Regions from separate parts of the Mus musculus genome. Here regions 2, 3, 4, 5, 6 and 7 are each linked to region 1. The links are chromatin contacts, called in public promoter capture Hi-C maps. All regions are on one chromosome and are shown on one strand. Each heading gives the region's core, a stretch centred on a gene start, on an enhancer-like site or on the middle of the called end of the contact. The rest is flanking DNA. Distances are from core to core; before and after follow the strand shown.

The links. Promoter capture Hi-C pulls out the DNA fragments that hold promoters and counts their contacts. Capture Hi-C pulls out chosen DNA fragments and counts their contacts.
Region 2: a promoter capture Hi-C map of stem cell-derived epiblast-like cells shows a contact between it and region 1, with 4 times the contacts expected there. The contact joins the promoter of Cracdl here to the promoter of Cnga3 in region 1. A contact is called at or near these places in 12 of 39 promoter capture datasets (the 3T3-L1 cell line, 3T3-L1-derived adipocytes, the HPC-7 cell line and 6 more) and 2 of 9 other capture datasets (embryonic stem cells and liver).
Region 3: a promoter capture Hi-C map of the HPC-7 cell line shows a contact between it and region 1, with 7 times the contacts expected there. The contact joins the enhancer-like site here to the promoter of Cnga3 in region 1. A contact is called at or near these places in 15 of 39 promoter capture datasets (the C10 cell line, the HPC-7 cell line, HPC-7-derived erythroid cells and 10 more), 1 of 484 Hi-C or Micro-C datasets (bone marrow-derived macrophages), 3 of 115 datasets of contacts at active chromatin or transcription factors (embryonic stem cells and large pre-B cells) and 3 of 9 other capture datasets (adipose tissue, liver and pancreatic islet).
Region 4: a promoter capture Hi-C map of embryonic stem cells shows a contact between it and region 1, with 2.6 times the contacts expected there. The contact joins the promoter of 4930556I23Rik here to the promoter of Cnga3 in region 1. A contact is called at or near these places in 6 of 39 promoter capture datasets (the 3T3-L1 cell line, the HPC-7 cell line, the SN4741 cell line and 1 more) and 2 of 9 other capture datasets (adipose tissue and liver).
Region 5: a promoter capture Hi-C map of stem cell-derived epiblast-like cells shows a contact between it and region 1, with 6 times the contacts expected there. The contact joins the enhancer-like site here to the promoter of Cnga3 in region 1. A contact is called at or near these places in 11 of 39 promoter capture datasets (the HPC-7 cell line, cranial neural crest, embryonic stem cells and 7 more), 1 of 484 Hi-C or Micro-C datasets (bone marrow-derived macrophages), 3 of 115 datasets of contacts at active chromatin or transcription factors (embryonic stem cells and stem cell-derived neural progenitor cells) and 4 of 9 other capture datasets (adipose tissue, liver, macrophages and 1 more).
Region 6: a promoter capture Hi-C map of the HPC-7 cell line shows a contact between it and region 1, with 4 times the contacts expected there. The contact joins the enhancer-like site here to the promoter of Cnga3 in region 1. A contact is called at or near these places in 16 of 39 promoter capture datasets (the HPC-7 cell line, HPC-7-derived erythroid cells, Sertoli cells and 10 more), 1 of 484 Hi-C or Micro-C datasets (nephron progenitors), 2 of 115 datasets of contacts at active chromatin or transcription factors (both in embryonic stem cells) and 4 of 9 other capture datasets (adipose tissue, embryonic stem cells, liver and 1 more).
Region 7: a contact with region 1 is called in a promoter capture Hi-C map of adipose tissue. The contact joins the promoter of Mgat4a here to the promoter of Cnga3 in region 1. A contact is called at or near these places in 2 of 39 promoter capture datasets (the 3T3-L1 cell line and stem cell-derived epiblast-like cells) and 1 of 9 other capture datasets (adipose tissue).

Annotation. Positions count from the first base shown.
Region 1 is chr1:37,217,419-37,220,738 of GRCm38.p6, reverse strand. Cnga3 (cyclic nucleotide gated channel alpha 3) reads right to left here and starts at 1,534. Exons shown (of 6, transcript NM_009918.2): 1 at 1,201-1,534.
Region 2 is chr1:37,717,967-37,721,286 of GRCm38.p6, reverse strand. It overlaps Cracdl (capping protein inhibiting regulator of actin like), which reads left to right and starts at 1,476. Exons shown (of 10, transcript NM_028096.1): 1 at 1,476-1,717.
Region 3 is chr1:36,812,918-36,816,237 of GRCm38.p6, reverse strand. It overlaps Tmem131 (transmembrane protein 131), which reads left to right. Exons shown (of 41, transcript NM_018872.2): 23 at 1-129; 24 at 242-351; 25 at 717-783. Among named protein-coding and RNA genes, the nearest start is that of Zap70, 53 kb to the right of the region's middle. Within about 2 kb of position 1,592, at least 37 of the 459 cell types and tissues checked have an H3K27ac peak or open chromatin away from gene starts, as enhancers often do. A contact at or near this core is called in the HPC-7 cell line, bone marrow-derived macrophages and embryonic stem cells, where this site is marked.
Region 4 is chr1:37,612,659-37,615,978 of GRCm38.p6, reverse strand. 4930556I23Rik (a long non-coding RNA gene) reads right to left here and starts at 1,472. Exons shown (of 2, transcript XR_373329.1): 1 at 1,412-1,472; 2 at 606-1,080. Cracdl (capping protein inhibiting regulator of actin like) reads left to right here. Exons shown (of 10, transcript NM_028096.1): 8 at 1,311-1,498; 9 at 2,498-2,642.
Region 5 is chr1:36,829,710-36,833,029 of GRCm38.p6, reverse strand. All of the region lies in intron 11 of Tmem131 (transmembrane protein 131), which reads left to right. Among named protein-coding and RNA genes, the nearest start is that of Zap70, 70 kb to the right of the region's middle. Within about 2 kb of position 1,834, at least 82 of the 459 cell types and tissues checked have an H3K27ac peak or open chromatin away from gene starts, as enhancers often do. A contact at or near this core is called in embryonic stem cells and stem cell-derived epiblast-like cells, where this site is marked.
Region 6 is chr1:36,882,972-36,886,291 of GRCm38.p6, reverse strand. The region is part of intron 2 of Tmem131 (transmembrane protein 131); the gene reads left to right. Among named protein-coding and RNA genes, the nearest start is that of Tmem131, 55 kb to the left of the region's middle. Within about 2 kb of position 1,576, at least 45 of the 459 cell types and tissues checked have an H3K27ac peak or open chromatin away from gene starts, as enhancers often do. A contact at or near this core is called in the HPC-7 cell line, adipose tissue and hematopoietic stem and progenitor cells, where this site is marked.
Region 7 is chr1:37,539,241-37,542,560 of GRCm38.p6, reverse strand. Mgat4a (mannoside acetylglucosaminyltransferase 4, isoenzyme A) reads left to right here and starts at 1,545. Exons shown (of 16, transcript NM_173870.3): 1 at 1,545-1,596.

The sequences.
Region 1 (3,320 bases), core at 285-2,784:
CACAGGTGCTATAAGCTTCCTCTCTCCCACCGCTCAGAGAAGTTCCCCAGGGTAGAGACTGTGCCTGCTTAATTAATTTAATTCTGTTTCTCCCACTGAACTTTGTTTCGCACTAAGGAATCATCAGTATGAAATAAGAGAGGCCAGAGTGAAGCCCCAGGGTGTGTAATGGGGGGGGTGGCATAGAGAAAAAGACCCATCTCAATCTTCAGTAGGGGGTGGGGGTGGAGGGGTAGTGAGTGTTCACGTGGCAGTATACTGGGGATGGGAGGGGGTGTCAGAGCAAGGCTCTGGGGCCTGGTTATTGTTATCTTTCAACTCCTGTAGGAAGCTGGCAGCCAGAGAGAGCTTCCAGAACTAGAGAAGAGCCTGCGCAGCTTCCAACTGTTTACCTCTGGGTACCATGGCAACCTGAGGCTGGTCACCATAGCAACCCCATTCTTAACCAGAAGCACATCCTGCAGCTGACAGTGAATGAGAACAGAAAAGGCATAAAATCAGGTGCATCAGAGGCAAGAGGCACACAAAGTCCTGGCCAAAACCCCAAGGAAAGTGACTGAGATCTTGTGCCATACAGACAGCCGTTAGAGAGCAACCATTTCTGGCATCAAGGACCACAGAGGACCCCCTCGGGAGTGAAAAAGAAGTTGAGGAGGAAAAAGAATCAGAACAAATTTCACATTCATCTCCACTGACACCAGAGGATCCCTCAGACCTCAGCTGAAATCTCTACTATGCTCTGCATGATATGACTAAATTTCCTACAGCCAGAATTTTAGCATAGAAGTTTGGTTTGGTCATGACATGCACCTCCCGCTCTGGGTCCAAATTTTGCCAGGCTCCCTTTCCCATGGATTCTCACTTCGGGAGGTGTGGGCACCAAAGCACACTGCACTGGGTGAGTGCCATGGCCGGACAACTACATCGCTGCTTGTTTTAATGAGTGATGCTGTATGGGGTAGAAGATGATGACCCACAGAGAATGTTGGCACAGAGCTGGGCTCCCTGCTATGGGATGGTGTTTGAACCCAGGTGGCAGGCACTTTCTAAAGCTTTGAGGGATTGGGAATGGTGAAGCAGACCCCAGTCTCAGATCAGAATAAGAATTAGTGATGATCGCTCATAAGGAACAGTCCAGCTTCTGGAGAGAGGTTACTCAGGGTAGAGCTACAGGGAGAGCCCTGAGCAAACGGGTCTCACCTGTGAGGCTGTTTCACCAATGCCTGCTTATCGAAGGCTGCAGACTCCACACCGCTCTGCTTAAGTCTCCTTCTTGAAGGAGGCAAGCCGTGCCTAGGAAGACGCTTGCTTCTGAAGATCAAAGTCCCAACAGCATCAGAGAGGGAGATGATGAGAAAAACAAAACAAAACAAAACAAAACAAAACAAAACAAAACAAAACAAAACCTGGATCAGCTTTTCCCACTTCCTAGCTCCACAGTCCCAGCCCAGAGTAGCCAGTAGATTGGCAGCCTGAGGTGGTCAAGGGTGGATTGGGTGTGGAGAAGGGGGTGGAAGACAAGAGGGAGTGCATAGTTATTGAGGAAATTCTGAAGACTGAGCCAGACACTTTATCAGATAAGCGGATTTTAAGGGATCAGGGGCCACCAACCCTAGCCACTAAGCCTTCTGGCCCTGTGGCTAAGTCCGGTATAAATTTTTCATTAAAAAAAAAAAAAAAGATTCTTTCTTCTTAAATAAACTCCTCACTCCTTCCTCAGTCCACCTGACTCTTTGTCTTTCTAGGCTGAGTAGGGTTTGGAAGAGCAGCTCACATCCCCTGCATGCTGCCTCAGGGTGACGCCTTCCAAATCTTTGACCCGAGTGTCCCAGCGCGGTTTTGGCGCTGGGAGACACTAATCCGGTGAGCCAGAGGGACGAGATGGACTTTGAGCTCCTTCCTGATTTAATGGCAGTGAAGATGCTGCCTCTGAGTACAGGATGGCTGGAGAACGTATGGCTGGACCCGGTCCTGTGGCGGTAAAGTCAGCCCAGCTCTTTCTGTTTGGTTACTCGACGGCTTAGCGGGCTTAGCTCAGTGAGTTGCAGAAAGGGGATGCTTATGGGGAGCACCGAGTACGCTTGTTCTTGTTCCAAGCACACTGGAGGGTGTCCCCTATGTCTGCAGAGACAGGCAGGAAGGGACCTGTTTCAGCACCGTGGGCTGCGGACAGCGCCCCGCCACTCACCAGGACCAGCTTGGACCTGGAGCCCGGATCCAGCCCAGAATCTCTGTTTAGTGTAGTGGCCCAGCAACTTCCAGCTCAACCCCCACCCCCACCCCCCTTGAGTCCTTACCCTGTCAAAGTTTGGGCTTCTTGGTGCGCCTGGATCTGGGAGAGCGACTCCTTCCTCTCTCTCTCTCTCTCTCTGTTCTGGGCAACAGCCCGGACTTCTTTCTCCTGCTCTTCAGCTCCCTGTCTCCGGCATGGTCTTCTGGGTCCAGCAGGCGGAGTAACTCTGTTGCTTCCTTTGACTGAGAGAGTCAACTGAGATGCCTGGAATTCAAAGGAAGTCTGGAGAAAGGCAGAAGCCACACTTGCTTGTATTCAGAGGAGGGGAAGGAGGAGGAAGACGGGGAGGAGGAAGAGGAGGCAGGAAGCAGGAAGCAATAAAGTAATAGTCCAGCTGTCAACTTTGGACTTTTCTTCTGATCTCAAGTGGCCACCACAGACAACTTCCAGTAGCCCACACTAAGTGAGGACAGTAAAGATCGGGAGGCTTGAAGTTTAAGGTGTGTGTGTGTGTGCTACAGTCATCTACAATGTACAATTATACAATCTACACTCTTAATGGTGCTTTTAGAAGCAAGTTTCTCTTGGGATGCATATTCTTGCAGTTTTTAGTTTCTTCTACCTCACTATATTCTAGACCAGTGGCTCTCAATGACCCTTTCACAGGGGTTACATCAGATCTCCTTCACATCAGGTATTTACATTACTATTCGTAATGGTAGCAAAGTTATAGTTAGTAGCAATGAAAATGATGTTATAGTTGGTGGTCACCACAACATGAGGAACTGTATTAAAGTGTTGCAGCATTAAGAAGGTAGGGAACCACTGCTCTAGACTCACAGAACCAAAATTTAAAACCCACCAACCAGCTAGCAGTCCCTATTCTGTATTGAATTCAGAGGGACTTAAGCTCTCCTTGGAGATAAGAGTTTTTTGGTTATTTTTTTTCAATAAGGCTGTGCAGTTCCAGAAACTAGATTTATGCACAGAGGTACAGGTGAGCAGGACAATGTTGCTAAGAATGGTGACCTATGGGGCAGAATATTTGCCTAGCATATGTGAGACCTTGCTTCAATCTCCAGCTGGA
Region 2 (3,320 bases), core at 227-2,726, 500 kb before region 1:
GTGTTGACACTGTGTTCTCAGCCTTAGCTAATCACCAAGATCCTCTGGGTTTTTTTGTCCTCTGAAACCCTCCAGGAACTTCAAAAGCCACCCACAAGCACACACAAGTAAAGCCAGAGGCTTCTGATACTCTGGAAACAAAAATTCTTAGGTTAGAAAGGCAATTTACGGAGTCAATAAATATTTAGCGGTTACAGCCGTGCAGAATACGTGTTGATCTGAACAGCAAGCAACAGCAGGCTTAGGGTGGGTGGGTGAAGGCACAGGCTTGCTTGTAGTTGTTCAGTTTAGTTTGAGGATTTCAAACAAGGCAAACACACACCTAAGCAATTCATTTGCTCCTCTGTGAGTCACCTGCTCACTGTGAGTGGTTGTCAATTAGGAGACTGATTCATGATTTGTTTATGTTCTTTGAGGGAATTAATTTCATTTAACCATCAAAGGAGACTTTTAAGTGACTAGCTTGAACCAAAGGGATCGATTACACCCAAAAGTTAAAAAGGCAACTAACTTCCTTTCATGTACCCAACCAAATGAGATCTCTCGCCAGGTTCTTTCCTATTTTGTTTGGGATTTTGGTCTAATTTTAAAGTCCGCTTTTCAAGATAGAGGTGCAAGTGTGTGCTTCTTGGGTTTCTCTGCGTCCCTGGTCCCAAGATATCAGCCCCAAGGCTCAACGGTGGAGTATGGATTCCTCTAGATCTGACAGTGGCACTCTTAACATCGCTGCGGAAGTCAGAACTCAGGAACCACTCCACCCCAGTGCCACTGTCTGATGGGAGAATTCTCTTTTCTACCTGGGGCTCCTGCTACTGCAGCCTGGGCGTCCTGCTGGGGCTCAGCTGACATTCCTTGTACTTCACCCCTTGACCATGGCAGTGTCAGCAGGCCAAAAGAGGGCTCTCTCTGTAGGTAGCTTAGCTGAGGAGCCGGGGGGGGGGGGGGGGGGGGGGGGGCAGCCCGCTCCTTCCCCAAATGGGCCAGCTCCTCTGTTAGATGTAGGGGTGGGGACCGAAGCTGAGACGTCTCCTTCAGCTTTTTATCCCACACTTGCCAGTGCCACAGCAATGATTCACCTAGAGACGGGGCGGCAGCTTCCCTCATTAGCCCTCAGACGCTCGGACCCACAAGGTTATGAAACAACTTTTACTTTTTATCCGTATGCGCACGTTCCTCCCTGCCACCCGGGCGCCCACTCTCCGAGGCTCGGGTGACAGGGAGGTGGCGCGCAGGAGCCGCGATCGTGAGCGTCCTCGTCCTGGCGGTGGTCCCCCAGCCCTCGGACCTCGCGCAGGCAGGAGCCAGCCAAGCTCCCAGCTCTGCAGCGCCGCCACGTGGGGTGGCCAGGGTCCCGCGTGCCCGGCGGGAGCGGCGCGGGGGAGGCGCGCGGGCCTGGGCGGCGCGGAGCAGAGCTGAGCAGAGCGGAACAGCCGCGTCCGCCCCCGCCGGGCCGCGCGCAGCCGAGTCGGGAGCCGGGAGCGCGCGCCCAGCGCAGGGCCAGCGCGGCCGCCCGAGGGTCGCGCCCGCGTCCGCGTCCATCCCCCGGCCGCAGACCCCGCGCTACCCGCGCCCTACCGCCACCTGCTGCGCGGCGCCGCCGGCCCTCGACGCTGCGGCCGGGGGTCAGGGTGCACCCCGGCAGAGCAGCCCCCGCTTGTCCCCGCGGACTGAGCCCTTCCCGGCACGCTCGCCAAACACGGCCACGCTCCAGTGCCAGGTACCTGGGACAGTCTGAAATGGCGTGGCCACGCAGCATGCGTGGGGCGCAGACCCAGGGAGGTTGGAGGGAGCTGGGTTGGGGGTGAGAGTCTGACGCGTTCCCGAAGTCGCGTCCTGTCGTGGAGCTGGGGAGGTAGTGGCGAGAAGAGCTCAGGTAGCCCAGGGCCCTTTGGACGTGAAGGGTACCCACGCCACCCCTGTGGGGGCCACGTCCACGACACTATGGTCGGTGGGGCCGAGAGAAGCCAGACGCGCAAGTGCCCAAAGTTTTCCTCTGAGCGCTTTGCTGGACTTAACTTTGAAATGTGAGGCAGAGCTGAGCAGTTTAACCAGTTTTAACACTAAGAAAACGGGGGGGGGGGGGGGGGGGACAGGGCTTGCTGCCCGCGTTTCAGTTCTTAGTACCAGAGCATAATCGCGTCTGTCTCCCAGGGCCACGGAGAGGGAGACGGTGGACACACAGGCTGTCTTCCTTATGCTTCGGGTCATGGTTTATTTAACAGGCTTGGGGCTTAGGTTACAAGCCACCAGAGGGGAGTCTGAGTTTAATCTTAGACATAATCAGAATTTGAATCAACAAATATTTGCTGAGCAGTCATTTACTAACCGGCAGGACTTCGTTTTCAGTATGAGGTAGGTAGGTGTACAACTGCTGAGAGGCGGGGTAGTTACTCAAATGAGCAAGCGTTTGTTTTGTTTTGTTTTTGTTTGTTTTGTTTGTTTGTTTTTGTTTTTGAAATGCAAGGGGAAAGGAAGGCCGAGGTGTGACTGGACTTGTGGCCTGCAGGTGGCCAGTTGGCATTGTGTCAGAAATGAACCAGAAAATCCAAGTGGGAAGACAGGCACCTGTGTTGTTTGTCGCTCTCTTGGGAGCCCTCGCACCTTCCAGAACTATTTTAAAGTAAGCCCCTCCTTTGGTGGAGGCTGGGACTTCCTTCCATTTACCTAAATACATAGCAACCACGAAATAGAATCTCAGCCCTGATACTCATTGGGAGCTGGGTCATGCCAGACGTGCACCTGAGATGAATGAGGATCAGGGATCACCTGAGAGCTAGCTCTTTGAGATTATAAAATGATGGAGACGAAGTTCAGTGCGGGTGGCTGAAGATGTCTGCCCCCCACCCCACCCCCGCGTTGAGCTGCGCTGCGTTCCACTCTGAATTCTAGGGTTGTGCCGGTCCAAATCGGAGCATGAGACAAGGCCGAGAGATCAGAAAGACTGGTTCTGTCCTTTACTTAAAATTGAGGTATTTTGTAAATCATGGGTTTTCATATTTGTTTTAAATGCTTCAAAATGTTGCATTTAACATTTCTAGTAACATGACTGATTTTTCTTCTTCTTTTTTTTAACCAGAGAGGCATTTGTCTTTCTCTCTAAGGTTCTAGATTTGTTTCTGTCTCTCCAGCAGCCCTTTTCCATTTATAGAATCAGTGTAGTATCCAATAAGGGTAGTATCCATCCATAGCTGCTTCAGGGCCATGCTGCAGGAGCTGGCAAATGGGTTTGGCGTGTAGTGGGTTGGCTGCTAGGATAGTTGAGCCAGGAGCATCAATGCTCAGCGTGGTTCTTTGGGCCTTATCTAATCGTGCCTCGAGTC
Region 3 (3,320 bases), core at 343-2,842, 400 kb after region 1:
ATGTTTGAAGTAAATACAGATCTTCAGAAAAATATCGTATCAAAAGTCAGTGCCGAGCTCTCCTGGCCGTCTGTCCTTAGCTCGCCCCGGCTCCTGAAGTTCCCACTCACTAACACAAACTGTTCTTCGGTAAGTGTTCAAATGGCCTAAACAGTCAGCAATGGGCCACGCGTGGTTAGAGAGCCGACGCTGTAATTCCTCTGTAGGGATCTCCACTAATGCATCTGGGCTTTGCTTTAAGGAAGAAGAGATTAGCTTAGAAAACCCTGCAGACGTCCCTGTCTACGTCCAGTTCATCCCACTGGCTTTGTATTCCAACCCCTCCGTCTTTGCAGATAAGTTAGTCTCAAGGTAAGCACTCCTTAGCTGGTCAAAGGGTAAACGCAGAGTCTGGCTTTATGGCTGAAGTTGCCAGCAGTTTCCTGGGAGTGGGTTGGTATTGAATTGAACATGAAGAAAAGCTTTCAACAGGTGTAAATGGGGCGCTCACATTTAACAGATTTGTAAAGGGACAACAGACAAAATAATTCCACTAATTCCTTTTTAAAAGTGAACAAGGTATTAATTATAAGTTAGCCTTTAGTATTAATATGGTATAATGCTACTGGTCCCAAGACCTGACAAAAGATAAATTTGCAAATAAAACCTCAAGTTTGGCTATCCTCCATAGTTCCTAGTTGTGATGTTTATGAAGATAAACGTGTTTTTTATTTTAGGTTTAACTTGAGTAAGGTGGCCAAGCTAGATTTGAGAACACTTGAATTCCAAGTCTACAGGAACAGCGTAAGTACAACAATCATTTACTCTGCTAGGACCAGGGCCAATGGGAAGGACACCTGCGGGCTGCCCTTAGCCTGGCTGAAGGCAGCTATTGCAGTCCAGGAATTGACTTAGAGGCAGAGGAGAGCAGGAAGAGTCAGGGCTGCAGATACACAGGGTATGTTAGACGGTTCCTCTTTGTGGGTATTAACCTTAGAGTCAGCAGTCAGCCCACGATAGCTCAGCATAATGCCACCCAGAAAGTCTGAGGCTGTACATGAAATATGCTAATGCAACATTTTATTTTTAAGCGTTAAAAGATTCAACTGAGCTGGGCGTGGTGGCACACGCCTTTAATCCCAGCACTTGGGAGGCAGAGGCAGAGGCAGGTGGATTTCTGAGTTCGAGGCCAGCCTGGTTTACAAAGTGAGTTCCAGGACAGCCAGGGCTACACAGAGAAACCCTGTCTCGAAAAACCAACCACCCCCCCTCCAAAAAAAAGATGCTTCCTGATAAAATTGTAAAACCTGTGAATGTGAGACCAATACCTGGCACAGCTCTGTGTGTGTGTTTATCTCGATAGATAATGTTGACTTTAAAGTGTATAATAAGTTGATTTGTTCTGGGGGTGAAAGTGGCCTCTATTATTCAGGTAAGTGTCTGCTAGCCACTCATATTGTATCAGGCCTTGATGTGGAGGGTGCATGTCAGCTAGGAAGGTTTCACAGGGGCCAAAGCCCTGCAGGCTGCCTGGGGTCTTGTGCTTCATTGCCTTTCTGCCTTATTCAGATGAGAGTGTTTGTCCTTCCTGTTTGGACCACATAGTGCTATGTAGGAAGTCTCCCCAGCCTCGTCCAGCCAGCTGCTTTGTAGTTCTTCATCTCTGCCACAGCTGCAGTCAGAGCCTAGAACTCAGACAGCAGTTTAGACACTCCCGATTCCCTGTATCATTCTCTTAGGATCTCGCCTTGCTCCTCCCATCCATAAATGCCATTGTAGCAAGCACTGGAAGTCATTGAGAATGCCCAGTTACTAGAACTTGGTTTCTTCTGCCTTGATAGGGAAAATACAGAAGTCAATGAGCTGATGATCTCATGCAGTCGCATTTGCAAGACATAGGACCCTGACCTAGACTCTAAAGGACAGATGGATGAGGAAAACCTCTGGACCTCAGGAGGTTTCCACAGAAGAAATTCTCAGTGTGAAACTCTAATTGCTGAGAGTCCTTTAAACATGCTTCCTTTTCTGTCCTATCCAGTTCTATCCAGTTCTATCCAGTTCTAGAGAGTCATGAATTCATGTTGAAATTGAATAAATTTTGTTTGCTACTGTTCAAAGACATTTTCTTTTCATTATAAATGCAGACTGGGGAGCAAACAGTGGCTACAAGGGAGGTTTAGCACCGTGTCTCGGTTCACACCTAACAGCTGTGATCGGTAGTACAAACAGCATCCTAAGAAAAGCAGATGTGTCTGTCTGTATTACTACAGAGGGGTTTCTGAGGTTACCCACGGGTCCCCTGCTCAGTCTGTCTGACCCTTAAGAGCTTACCACGGCACAAGTATGGAGCCCGTTAGTGCTGTGTCGGGGCACCATACTATCCCAACGTGCTTTTCAGACCATCAGAGGTTAAATGAGTTAGTATTTTGGAATACATACAGTCTTTCATTGTGCTCATAAGTGGGGCCAGCATGATGACAAACAGACTTAATCCCAGCACTCAGGAGGCAGAGGCAGATGGATTTCAGTGAGTGTGGTGCCTGCCAAAGCTACATACATAGTGAGAGAGAAAGGGAGTGGAGGCGATTGCCAAGAATAGCTTATCAGAAGGAGCTTTCTCAGCGGGCGTTTCAGAACAGTCAGAGTATTCTGTTATCCTGGTAGACTGTTGATAAAGAACAGTGCTATCTGTAAAGGGAGACCTTTTACTTCATAAGCGGGACTTACGTAGTGCACGTCATCAGTCCACGTGGTGTGGTATGTTTGTCAGTTCCCACTAACACAGCAGAACCCAGCCATGCCAAGAGAAGTAGAGAATGGCACACAACTCACCCTTCCCCAGAATATTTAGTCTTCTTTAAAAAAACACAAGAGTGTGTCTTTGTGTTGAAACAGTGTTTTTTAACATAAAAACAAAACAACTCTGAACCATTTTAAAACTGGTCATAACGTCTTATTTTAAATTTCAGATTGGGTTATATCTTAAATCAAGTCTCTACAAAGCAATAAATAGGTACTTAGTTTTCAAAATGGGATTAAAGATTATTAGTCAGGTCATGTATAACTCAACAGCACACATTGACTTGGGGTGGGGGGGGGGGCGGCGGGGGGAGTTCTCCACTTCCAGCAGGGCTCCCTACCCAGGCTGCAGTATCAGTAGGACTTAGGGTGCTGATTGTCAGTCATGAGTATTGGCTTTATAGTAATGTTTTGATCTATTTGTCTTGGGTCTGTGTCCTTTCCTATATGTGAATTGTATTTCAAATTTAAAAACAAATACACATGTACATGTTAAAATTATCTGTATACAAACATAGAATGTGTAGTTCAAACTCGAAGGC
Region 4 (3,320 bases), core at 223-2,722, 400 kb before region 1:
GAGCAGTCCCCAGAGCCCCACCCTCCCCTGGGGGTCCCTTCTTGCCAAACCACCTTAGAGGCAGTCTCATATAACTTTTCTGCTCGTTTGAATGTTTTTAACTCTACGTGTACAAGTGTTTGTGCACCGTGTGTCTACCTACCGATGCCAAAGAAGGCAGCGTGACCCGAGGAACCAGAGTTACAGATGGTTGTGAGCCACATGTGGATGCTGGGACTCAACCTCAGGTGCTCAGGCAGAGCAGCCGGCACTCCTCCCTGGGCCCCCCAGCCCTCCTCCCTGGGCCCCCCAGCCCTCCTCCCTGGGCCCCCCAGCCCTCTTTATGCTCATTTTAAAAATGTATCTTTTGGCTCAGATGAAATTATCCAAGTGCAGGTTATAAAGAATTTACCAGAACTATGTCTTGTGCCTTTGGGCTAAGAGGTGACAGAGTGCTCAGTACCCAGCACTGAGCTTTGAGGAGGTGAGAGAGGCTGGCCTGGCCTTCAACAAGCTACTTCTCTGCTCTGATTTCAAACTGGAATGGCAAGTTCCTCGGGTTGTGAATTTAATCTTATCAGAACTGTTCGAGGAATATGTTGTTAGCCAAGAAAATAAAGTTCAAACCCTGAGAAAATGTTCCGTCTGTTTCGAAGAGAGTAGCTGCCTCTGGGATAGGGATGGGAGTGAGGGTGAGACACAGGAAGAGTTCTGCGGGAGCTCCTGGTCACTAAGTGAAGAAATGGCAGGAGAGGGCAAAGAGGGCCCTTTAAAAGAATGTAGAGCAGGAGAAGAAAAACAGCCGGTGTTAACCATGCAGGCCCCAACTTCCTGTGTCAGGTGAAGACAGATGGTTGTAGAAATGGCATCACGTCCCACAAAGGGAATGTTTTTAGCGCGTCAAGTAAATCCGGAGTGGGGGCGGGTGGCTGGTCCCAAATGTAGACTCTTATCAAAGGCATCCTATCTGTGCATACATTCCAGCTCCTCCCAGAGAGAAGGCCCTGGTAGAAATTAGCTCCAAAGTGCACAGGTTGGGGTGGCAGCTGCATCTTGTGGTTTTGGCGGCTCAGACCAGAGGAGGTAATCTATTTGAGACATCTATAGAAGAAAAAAAAAAATGAAGTTTGCTGAAGAGAGGCTTTGGCTCAGGGGGGAATGGGAAGTGGGGGTCTCTCTGAGACTCTACTCCTCAATCCTACCACTCCTCAGCCCCCTGAACCAAGCAAAGCAATATAACACACCTTGTATGGGAGAGAAGCTGTGGGTGGGACTGAAGGGGAGAGTGGGACTATCTGCCTAACATTGCTCCTTCTTGGCCTTTATCACAGAAAAGGGTCAGCCTCCTGCGGCTACAGGTCCTGGGGCTGATGGGCAACCCACCCCACCCTGGATCACCATGGCCCGGCAGAAGAGAAGAGGAGCCCCAGACCTGCCCGTCAACCAGGAAGAGAAACCTGGGTCGAGGATCCTAAAGACAGAAACTGGGAAGCAAGCCAAGGTGGCCGAGAGAGCCCAGGTTACCACTCTTTTTCTGTGGCGTTCGGGGTGGGGGTGGGGTGAGGAGGGCAGCGATCTTGTGAGGGTGTGGTGGGAGCAGGTACCGCTGTGCTCACAGAGGTCCTGCATGAACATCACAGAGATGCCGTGCCTACCGTGATGGCTGACATGCGCAAAGGCAGTACGTCAGCTTGTGGACCCCGTGATGGAGCTAGCTGCCTCTTTGCCTGTGTGGGCTGGTAGAAATGCAGTGGCGCCCGAGGCTGCTCTGGCCTCCTAGGCAACGCAGCTCAGCCTCTGGAAAAAAATTGAAGACAGTTAAAACAACGGCTCCCTTCAGACACACGCTAATATGGTCACCAGCTCCACCTCAGCCCCTTGTGTGATGATAAATGAAGCCTGCTCTGGCTGCTGCCTGCTGGCTTCCCTTTTCCCTCACCTGGGGCTGCACAGCCAAAACCTGGAGTTGCATGTTGTATTCAACTGAAAACAGCTCTCACCAACCCCAACAACTGTGCTGATGCACCCTCTGCTAACCAGTACAATAAATGGGGTTCTGCTGTCTAGGAAAGGGAGCCTGCGCTGCAATAGGACCTGCTTCCCTTCCTGCTAATGCAATCCTCAGTTGTGTCTACACAGCTGAAGACCTGTATGTAGCATTGAGGAGGGGAAATTACAGTGCGAAATGTTAGCCCATTTCAGCTGCTGCCATATAGTGTGTATCATAAAACCATTCCCTACGGCTTTCACATAGAGTCCTCGCTCTATACCATCTGGGGCTGAGACTGGGCTGTCCAGGCAAGCAAGGAGCCACCATGCACACGTGGGCTGCAGGAGGCTGGCACAAGTCAGCTCTGGCATTTTGGTGGGTGATGCCGGTGCACAGAGCCCCTTTCCAGAAAGTGCCAGCAGCAGGGTGCATCTTGGAAGAGACATTTTGTAGCTAAGACACTTGGAGTATTTACCCACTCTGAGTCTGTTATCCTTGGGCAGCACCTGTCATTTTGTGTCTCCGTAGGAGTCTGTGAAGCAGGGTGACTTCGTCCGGAGCAAATCTTTCCTGATGACCCCTGCAAAGCCTGCTGTGACCCAGAGGCAGGGGTCAAAACTGAACCTCAAGGAAGGGCTACAGAGAGGAATCTCACTGTCCCATCAGAACTTGGGTATGAGACTGGCTTTTATTTCCAAATACTTTGGCACACACTCATGCACGCGCACACAGATATATATATTTACACATACACACACACATATATATATTTCTTCCTATGATTGGAGTTTGTGTTATTGAATCATTTTGCCATGTTGAGCAGTGTTTTTTTAATGTAGTCCCCCCCCCCTTTTTTTGAGAAGGAATTTACATGAGATAACGGTCACCCATATCCAGTGTGCATTTCAGTGGATGTATTTAACGGTGAGATTATGTGTATTTGCGGAGTCCCACCACCCTGGTAGCAATCTAAGAATAGAACATCCCCCTCACACTGGAAGGAAACCTACTTGTCACATTCCCTACCCTGGGGGTAGGTAAGCACTAACCTACTTTGTGTCTCTGTGAGATATCCCTTTTTGGGAATGTGAAATCATAAAACACAGGTCCCTGTCTCTGCTGGTTTTGAATGCAATTCTGAGCTCCGGGAGGTGGTATTTGTCACCTCAAATGGTGGATGAGCCCGGAGTCTCCTGCACACTAATCACATACTCTCCCGTCGAGTGACATCCCGAACCTAATATTTTTTAATTTTTTATTTACTTTGTATTGTGGTCAAACGACACGAGACTTGTACTTTACTAGCCATCTTAATTGGGTGGTTGTGAAGGTGGTATGCTCGGTCCCTCGT
Region 5 (3,320 bases), core at 585-3,084, 390 kb after region 1:
GAAAACTGAGTTTTCTGAGAACCAAGCTTTGCTTTGTCGTGCTTTCTGTTTATTTCAGCATTTCTTTCACATAGTATAACAAGATTAGAGCCTGGTGTGTCTTTAGAGAAGTCATTTTCCTCCAGTTAGGCTGTGCTGAATGTTAATGTGTATTTTATTCATTTCTCTTCCAAGATCTATTCTCTCTTTAAACACTGTGGTCCTTCCCAGTGTGTGATAGCAATTCAGGGAGCTCCAGATGTGATCCCCTGACCATGCACAGAAGGCCCACATTCAGGCCCTCCTGTCTGTCATGTAACTGAGAAAACAGCCTTCCTGATATCATGACACCCATGTGCCTCAGATATCTTCAAAGGGAGGCTTGCATGAGCTTCCTTGGTAGTTGATGAGTGGGAGCCATTTGTATCAGCTTGACATTTGCTCTAGTGAATGTATACACAAAATATCCAGTTGCTATGTACTAGCCGGTTTCCCCTCGCTTGTTGGCATGCTCTGACTGCTCAATATGTCTTGGAATCTTTTTTTTAAAAAAAGACAAAAAACCAAGGTCTCACACGTGGCTCTGAACTCACAGAGATCTACCTCAGCTTCCTAGGTACTGGGATTATAGGCATGCACACCACACCTGACATAATTACTGAGTGCTAGTTTGACCTGAATATCATGAGAAAAGACTAAACATGTATTAAGAATAGATGCAAGCATCAGATCCCATTACAGATGTTTTGATCCTCCAGGTGGTTGCTGGGAATTGAACTCAGAACCTCTGGAAGATCATCAGTCAGTGCTCTTAACCACTGAGCCATCTCTCCAGCCCTGCTTTCCCATTTCTTAAGTCATCTTTGAATTAGCAGTAGTTAGTAACTAGTACTAAAGTGGCTAGTATAAATAAGTTCATTACAAGGCAATGATTTTGAATAATTTTTTCATCTTAAGTTACCTGAATGAACTTTAAGTATTTTATTGTGATTTTTGTTTGTTATTTATTTATTTGTTATTTCCTTAGACAAATGAGTTTTACCTGATGATTCAGGTTTATTTTTAAGAGTGCACAGTTCAGACTCCTTGTGTAAAGTGGCTCACCAACTTTACATTTGTTCACTATTAGTGCAGTATGTTTTGCAGTGATAACTCTGAATGTAAATTCTCTCTCTCATTTGGCAATGCTTAAAGTATTGCATTTGAAGTGAAAGAATCATTTTTTTTCAACATGTATTTTAAGATCTTCCTGCTTATAACAACTGTATCTCAGCAAAAAAACATGACTTGTTCTTTCTGGTACGGTTTTGCAAGGCTGCTACCACAGAGAGCATGCTACGGTGTGGCCCCTCAGGAACCGCTGCAGCAAGGGAGCATGTCTGGACATGGCCGTGCTTCCATTGTTGCTGTCTCACAAGGTAGACAGTGAAGGAAAGCCCTCTGAGGCCTCAGCTCACAAGGCCAGCTCTCTAGCTCCGCAGACAGATCATACCCTAGAGAAATTCTCACAGGTGGGGAAGTGAGCCTGAGTGTGGCCACGAGCAGCTGGGGCTCCAGCTGCACTCCTGCTGCCTGCCTGCCTGCCACGTGTGCTCCGTGGCTTCCCTTGCTCGGGTGGTAAAATCGTGCAATAAAAGCAAAAGAAACTTCCTTCCATTTGCAGCTTAGCTCACAGTTCTAGCTGTTCTTTGTTTACTCTCAAAATGCTTACATATGCTTGAGGGGATGGAGAGGTCTGTGTTTTAGACGGTTGCTACTAACAGTAAGCTTATTGATAAGTAAGGAATTGCTGTGAGCAGATCTTCTGGTTCCCAGCCCAGTCTTCAGCGCACAGTGAAGCAGATGAGAAGCTCATGCTGGGAGAGCAGAGGTGCAAGGATTCCAGCAGTGCTTCTGCGGGAGGGAGGGAGCAGTCCTTAGGGTGCCCCAGCCTGTGAGGTCTTGCTAGCCCCCAGGGCTAATGGCAGTGCGTGGGAGAGTGAGCTGCCCTGGCAGGCCCTGGAGTTACTCTAATCTTCTTAAGTCCCTGCCATAGCAAGCACCAGGCTGCAGGCCAGTGTCCTTTTTCATATTCTTCTCACTTCTGTTGTGGCTTCAAGGGACTCACATTTGATGCTCAGACTGGGAAGAGTTCTCCTTTATAAGGATCAGCCTCGACTGGGGAGGAATCTAGTGCCCTGCCGGCCGTGAAGCAGGCATGAGCTTCACAGGTGGAGGATTGTCCTGGGGGGAGGGGGGGGGATAAGTGGGCTTTGATGTCAAGTTCACACAGCCCCAATGATTTGATACTTAGAATTAAGGTTACTGTGCAATTTGTATACCAGGATGTCAGACAAGTGGCCCTGTACCGAGTCAGGAGCCTGGCTTCAGTCCTCTCGGTACCCGACTGTTGAAACATTGCGTTATACTCTGAGGCTTTCTTTCTTTTTTTTTTTTTTAGATTTGCTTATTTATTTATTTATTTATTTATTTATTTATTTATTTATTTATTATATGTAAGTACCCTGTAGCTGTCCTCAGACACTCCAGAAGAGGGAGTCAGATCTCGTTATGGATGGTTGTGAGCCACCATGTGGTTGCTGGGATTTGAACTCCTGACCTTCGGAAGAACAGTCGGGTGCTCTTACCCACTGAGCCATCTCACCAGCCCGAGGCTCTCTTTATTAGAACAGTGCGGATAGAATTGATATCTTTGAATTCTTTCAGTTAAAATGATTTGTATCATTGAGGATAATTTAAAAAAATAAACCTTATAAAGTGTTCAATTTAAATATATACTAAAAATACACCATTTAGTGGGGTGTTTGTTTATTTGTTTGTTTGTCTTAACTTTAAGTTTGTGTAGATAGACCTGATTTCCTAAGTTGTAAGCATCCGAGCCTCACTTCCAAGTTCAGTGCCTCTGTAGTGAGCCTCAGTCCCTAGTGCTCACTAGAGTGCAGCCTTACCCTTTGACAGTGGACCGTGCTTACCCTGCCAAGCTGGGGAGAAACACTGCAGAGGCCACATGGGGTCACAGTGCCCTGAGGTGTGCTCACTCTTCCTACTAGGACACAGTTTCAGGGCACCTTTGTGTGTGGCTTTCTTCAAGATGGATGAGTCTTGAGATATCTTCTTGTCCTCTTATCTTAGAAAGTAGGCTTTCATGTAGAGAAGGAGACCTTTAGGTTTCCCATGTGTGAGTTCGTCCTGAGGTGTCATACTTAGTCATCTCATACTTTGCCATCACTGCATTTCATACAGTGTTCTTGTGAAAGTCGGGCTTTGCTCTTGTCTTATTTCACTTACAGCTACTAGTATTACGCCTTACGTTTGTGTATGCTTTTCTTTCTACCTAAACT
Region 6 (3,320 bases), core at 327-2,826, 330 kb after region 1:
TCACCTGACTCTGACTGCTTAGATAGTATTAGAGGATAGTATTTGAGTCCACCAGGAGTAGTATTTCCATTATGTCTCATGTGAAGATATGTTACATGATGCTGTCGTAGGAAAGGCTGCCGTATGTAGGGATTTAGTGGTTTTGGAAGTGGGGCACTATGATACTGCTTTTTACCATCTAAGCAAGAAGTTAGCAATCGTTCTGTAAGGATCAGACATTAGCTGTCTGAGGGTTCAGGTGCTAGCAGTCTCCACTTAACCACTCATCTACTGTTACTGTGGTACAAAAGCAGCCGTCTATCCCTGGTACCTAGGAAGCAAGCATAAAACCAGTAGCAGAGTGGCTTGGTCTGTGGGTTGTAGGTGGTCATCTCCTCTGAACAGTCTTGGGAGTGGGCTCTCTGTTCTGTTAGGGAAAGGGAAGGGAGAAGGAGCTAGGATCAACTTTTATGAAGGCTGAGAATATTCATCTCTATAAAGAGACATGTAAAAGTTTGCAGAAGTTTGGAAAGCATAGAAAAGTAATACTATTGGGTATTGCCTAGGCATGCTTTATTTGTTATTGTTTTTGCTCTGGAAATCAGTCTAAGAGTCTTGTGTGTGCTGGACAAGCACTTTGTTGCTGAGCTATAGCACCGGCCTCCAAATTCTTAAGTGAATGTAATAGACTTAGGCAAGCAGCTTAATGTACAGAAATCAGTAAATTAACCAAGTAAGCAACTGGTGAGTGACAGAACCGAGCCTTCCTGTAAAGCTTCCCTCTTAGCCACTGTGCTTTTCGCGTAGACTGGAGAGCAGCGCTCTGATGTGATGCAGCCTAATGCCTGCATTCATTTCTATGGTGCCTGTTCTCACTAAGCATAGTTTTGTTTTCTCGCACTATAGACAGTTCTATAACATAGCAATTAATTTTATATCACAGTAGCCATTCATCAAGTCAGGGGCCACAGGAAATATTCATAATTGGTATGACAGCTGAACACTTTGAATTATAGTGCAAGAAGATGCTACTACAGATAAAAATTAAGGGGGCCGGAAGGTGGCTTAGCCAGCAAGATGCCTGCTCTGCCTGAGGACCCGAACTGGGATTCTAAGGCACCCAGGCATGGTGCACATGTAACCTGAGCCCTGGGGTAGGGGAAACAAACCCTTGGAGCTCACTAGCCAGCTAGTCTTGGCAAATTTGCAAGCCCCAGATTCAGTGAGAAGAGACCCTTGTCTGAAGAGATAACATGCAGAATAATAGAGAAAAACATTATGTGCCTGTGTGCACACAAATAAAAATGAAAACTATAATTAGTAACATCATAAAGTTCAGGAAAATTTACATCTTGAGCCAAGTAGTTCATTGTTTGGGGAGTCAGGGAAACTGTCCTGTGCACTTTAGAATGGTCATTCGTGTCTTTGTTTTCTTGATGGTAATGGCATCTGCTTTGTAACAATTCAAACATCTCTTAAGGTCTGGGGAAGTAGTTTAGTGATGGTGATGGCCTAGCATGTGCAGGGCTGAACTCAGGCCCTAGACCTTTACGCTCAGCCCACAGGGATCCCTGTGACCTTGCTGAGGAAGTTGAGCTATTGTGAGCTGCATTTATGATGAGAACTGACACATTACATAAGTGCTCCTGCAGAGGCCAGTGTGGTGGATTGAAATAGTCTGCTTTCCTCCTGTGAATCCTATTGAGAGGTGGGGAACCGTCTAAAAAGTTGTGTTCAAATTGGTCTGGAATTGGCAGCCCAGTGGTGAGCACTGCATGCATGTGGTGTGAATTGCAGGGTGGGAAGGAGTCTGATGGCCTCTTCTGGAGTGGCAGGACAGAAGGATAATCTGGGTTCATTTGGGCATTACCATGTTTCTCTGATTCTGAGAACTTTCTTTGAACCACTAGTGGTAGTCATTTGTGATAGATGGTTTACATGATATAGATAGTTTCTAGGACCCAGAATTCTGCTAAGCTCTGTCGTGGAATGTGATGGGCCAAATGTCCCTTCAATCAGCTGGTAAAATTGATTTCTCTGTAGAGATGTCCTCTTTAAGGAAGTAATCTCTTTTCAGACAGTTGTGGCCCATTTACTTTTTCCCTCACGCGTGTGTAGGTGCACCACTTGCATGCTTCATGCTGTGCAGGTCAAAAGCAGGCATCAGATCCTCCCCACACTGGACTTAGGGATGGTTGTGAACCATCCTCAGCAGGAACAAGTGCTCTTGACCTCTGAGCTATTTTCTCCAGCCTCTGCTTTCCTGGAGTGAATTTCCTGTTCTTGTTCTTTGTTTACATTTCAGTCCCCACCCCCTTTCTTCTCACTGCTTTGTGAGAGAAACTTTCCCATTATGAAACCCCTCCTGGTACAGTTACTCAGGGCAGGGCATTTGCTTGCTCTGTTACATGGTTTTGCGGCTTGTCTTGTGTCTGTTCCTCCTGACATGACTTGTTTGTGGTTAAGCTCTAGATTCTGACACTTTTAAAATAGATTTTGATTTGACCTTCAGTGTACTGAAGGCGAATTTGGTCTCTTCCACCTAATTTTTACACTTTCTGTTGTGCTGCCCTGTGTTTAGGCCCAATGTTAAGATACACGTAAAGACAAGTTTAAGATTTTATTTCTCAGATTACCTCAGAGCCAAAATAGCATCTCCTTTCAGTACTTGGGGCACAGTGTTTGCCTGCTGTGAGACTTTATTATAGCTAAATGATTGTTTTGTTGTGTCTGCCTTATACTTCAATAAGAATTTATTTGTTCTAATCTTATTTCTTATTGAATATCAGCTAATTTTTCATAAGATGTTGTCTTAGGGCTTCTGTTGCTGTGAAGAGACACCATGACCAGGGCAACTCTTATAAAGGGGAACATTTAACTGGCTGGCTTACAGGTTCAGAGGTTCGGTCCTTCACTATCACCATGCTGGGACATGGGCATATGCAGGCAGACATGGTGCTGGAGAAGGAGCTGAGACTTCTACATCTTGAACCTCAAGCAGCAGAAGGAGACTGTGTCCACACTGTCTGTAGCTTGGGCTTCTGAGACCTCAAAGCCCACCCTAACAGTGACACACTTCCTCCAATAAGACCACACCTACTCCAAATGTTCCACACCTCTTAATAGTGCCACTTCCCACAGCCAAGCATTCAAACTCATGAGGGGCTCTTCCTAGTCAAACTACCACAGAGGGTTTGCAGTTTATCATCCTGAATACTTTTGCTTTTGTCCTTGGGATCTTTTGCTACATTGTCTTTATGATGTTTTATTCCTCAAAAAGTACGCAGGGCAATAGATTTCTTGAGTTTTGCTTCTGTTTATACAGGAGCATAGCTCCTTAT
Region 7 (3,320 bases), core at 296-2,795, 320 kb before region 1:
GCTGTTTCTCTCCTGTCGAGTATTTTCTTCCTCTGCTTGAAGCTGTGAACTGATCTGACACTCAGAACAGTAGAAAGGTAGCAAGGCCTGGTGTGTCTATGCTGACAGGAGAATTAGCAATTCACCCCAACCGTGTTTCAGACGCTGTGTCTGGTAGGGGTTCCATCTATAGTGCTTGTGTCCATCTTGAAGTCTAGTGCTGGGTTGCTAACTGTCAATGTTTTAGGCACAGTTATACAGGGAATTTAGCTCTATTTCCCCCCAAAGTAGAAAGCAAAGCTGCCACTGGGTTTATCATGCTTCTCCCATACCCCGGCTGGTGCAGAGCTGGGGGAAGAAGACTGTGAGCCTCTTTTGGGATTTTGAAAACAGCTTAGGAACAACGGAGAGAAATCTCACCACAGGAGAGCTGAGAAACCTATAAATATAATAGCTAATTATTAAACACTTAATTTTGAGACAAAAAAAAAACGTCCCCCCCAAAAACAAAAACCCCTCATTCCGATGTTGTATACTAGAGTTTTCTATTTTTGAATTACTGTCGTCTTCTGATCCAGATATTTATTGCCTTGGTGTTTGCCAGGAACAAGGCTGTTTCCTAGTTTTTTGATTTCTTGTATGTCTTTGCAGTGTTGTTGGGAGGATTATGGTAACAGGGAGGACAGACACATCTCTTATCTTATTAGCTCTGTAACCACAGGTAAACTCTTTAACCTTTTAAGCTCATCTGTGAGAAATGGGGATTAACATATATGATAAGCAATTAAAGATTTGCCGGGATTATGGTAAGAAGCAATTAAAGATCTTAATATATGCCAGGCTTGATAGCTAACAGATAACGTGCACAGGGGCAGGCCACTCACGTTTTCTATAGATGTCCATCCATTTCGATCTGAAACCAGTTTTAAACTTTAAGAAATGGTCATCTGACACGTGCTCAAGAGAGAAGGGAAGACTAACACTGCATAGTAGAAAAATCGGGGACATTAGCACTGAGTGGTGTGCCTTTAAACCCTAGTCATATTTGTTGCTTCTAGTTGCTCCAAATGGTCCTCCCTGCGTCTCTGCCTCCTCCTGGAAGCTGGAGGATAACGATGCTCCTCACTGATGCTGGCAGTGTAATGCTTGGAACAGCGGGCCTTGGAAGCTATGGTTGGATTAGAGCCAGGACCTGTCACCGCGCCTGGACCGCCAGAAGATGGGACCCAGAGCTAGGAGGAAAGGCCATGGTGACCAGGTTGTATTCCGTGGGCTCACTGGGGCCTTTGTTGCCTCCCGAGGTTGCATGCGCTCAGGCCGGAGGGTACAAGCCAGATGTGGCGGCTGCGCTCCAGCCCCGGCCGCAACACCGATGCAAAAAGGGGCTGGGGAGAAATATATAGGCTGCTCTATTGCGCCGTTGAGTGACAGGCTGGCCGGCCACTGGCAGCGGCGGCGGGGCGCTTAGGGAAGTGGCGGCCAATGGCTGGCGGGAACTGGGGCGGGGGCTGGGCAGGGGCTGTCCCTGGCGAGGGCGGGGCGCGCGGCCCGCGGCGGCGGAGGCGGCTCCAGCAGCGACGCCGGCGGCCGCGGCAGAAGCGCCCTGGCCCGCGGCAGGTGAGGAGCGCGGGGCGCCGGGCAGGGGGCGGCCAGGAGGAGTACGGCGGGGTCCGCGGAACACCCACCTGCTGGTGGCTGAGGCGGGGCGTCCCGAGGCCGCCGTCCGATCGCGCGCGCACCGGGCCTCGGAACCGGGAGCGGGGCGCGGGCCGGCCGCCCTCCGCGCCTCGCCGCAGCCGCAGCCCCTCGGTGCTGCGCTCCTTCCCGGTGGTTGGCCTGGAGCCTCGGGCGGTCCCGGAGCACCGGGAAAGTGCAGTGCTGTGTGCGCGTGCACCGAGACCAAGAGTTGCGGGCAGGATCCCGCGACTGGAGGGTTGGAAGGCTGGAGGGTTGGAGGGCTGGGGGGCTGGGGGGCTGGAGGTGGCGCCGCCGCGGGGCAGGTAGGGCGGGGGCCGCTTGCCTGCGGGGAACTAAGATGTTCCGGGAGGTACGGGGGGAGCGAGCCCGGATTCCTCCCAGGCCTGGGTTTCCTCCATCCCATGGAAGCGGCGAGTGGGATCCCCTCCCCGACCTCAGGTGGGGTCTCGGACCCCTCCAGGTGTGACAGGTGATGTCTGGAAGGCTTGGCGTTAAGTGGTGGCAGTGGTACGCTTCCCGCGCCCGCTTTTATTTCTCTAAGCGTTGTGATCTCAGGAGCGGGTTCACGGCTTACATTTAGAATTCGGAAATAGCTGTAGATGGTATGTTATCTTCTTCGAGCCTGCCATCTATTTTGCTGTTGTGCTTTTTGCTGCCGACAAATTATTTAGTAAAAGATAAAAGAATGACATGGTTATTCACTTGAATGTAAAAATCTAAATTTAGAATCATGTAACACGCGCTCTGTGGTTCAGGCTCCTTTCTCTTCCAAATGCTTAAAGAATAGTTTTACTAACAGGTTATGGTGACATAGGTTCCATTAACCCCTGAGTGTAAATCATAACACATACTAGACAATGAAATTATGTAAGCTGTATAAAAGAAATATTTATGTTCTCTAAGTGGAAAGGGCATGAGTTTTTCATAATTGCGGTTTATAAAGTTGTGCAGGCTTACGTCATGGTGTTCATTGATCCGGGGTGTCATGAATCGTGCCTCTTGTTCTTTCAGGCACCTCTGTTTTGTCTGTGGGATGCTGATGAAGGACTCTACCAAATGTTAACCAAAGTGTTCTTAGCCGTGGAACATATGGGATATTTCAGAGAACACTTTAAAAACTTAATTAAAAAAAAAAAACAAACCCAGATGCAAGATTGTTAAATCTATTAACAAAACATATTCCTCATTCTGCGGTTTAGAGTTGAAGCCTCTTTTGGAGGATGGAGGAATGGCTAGTTACGTAGTCATTTTTTTGTTCAAAGACTTGGTTGTTATCAATTAATATAGCCAGGACAGTCTTAAGGTAAGGGCGGTAGATAAGTATTCACATATGTGGCCTCGGACACAAATGTAGGTCACCTGTGTCTAACGAGCCAGCCTCAAGCTGCCTGGGGTGGTTTAAGGGTACGAGGTGTGTTCTGTTTCCTCCTCTCTGGAGATTTCATTCACGTGTGCTTCACGATGAAGCTTAGTTTGGAAAACCCTGGTGTAAAATGAATAGCTGCATTCCGGTGGAGTGTAACACTCCTCCTCCTTTTGAGATGTCAGAACTTATTAGTAGAATTCCCTAACCGTATCTTCCCTAAAATGGGGTTTGCTAACTTCTTAGGCCCAGTATTTAATACTCCATATGCTTCTGGGGT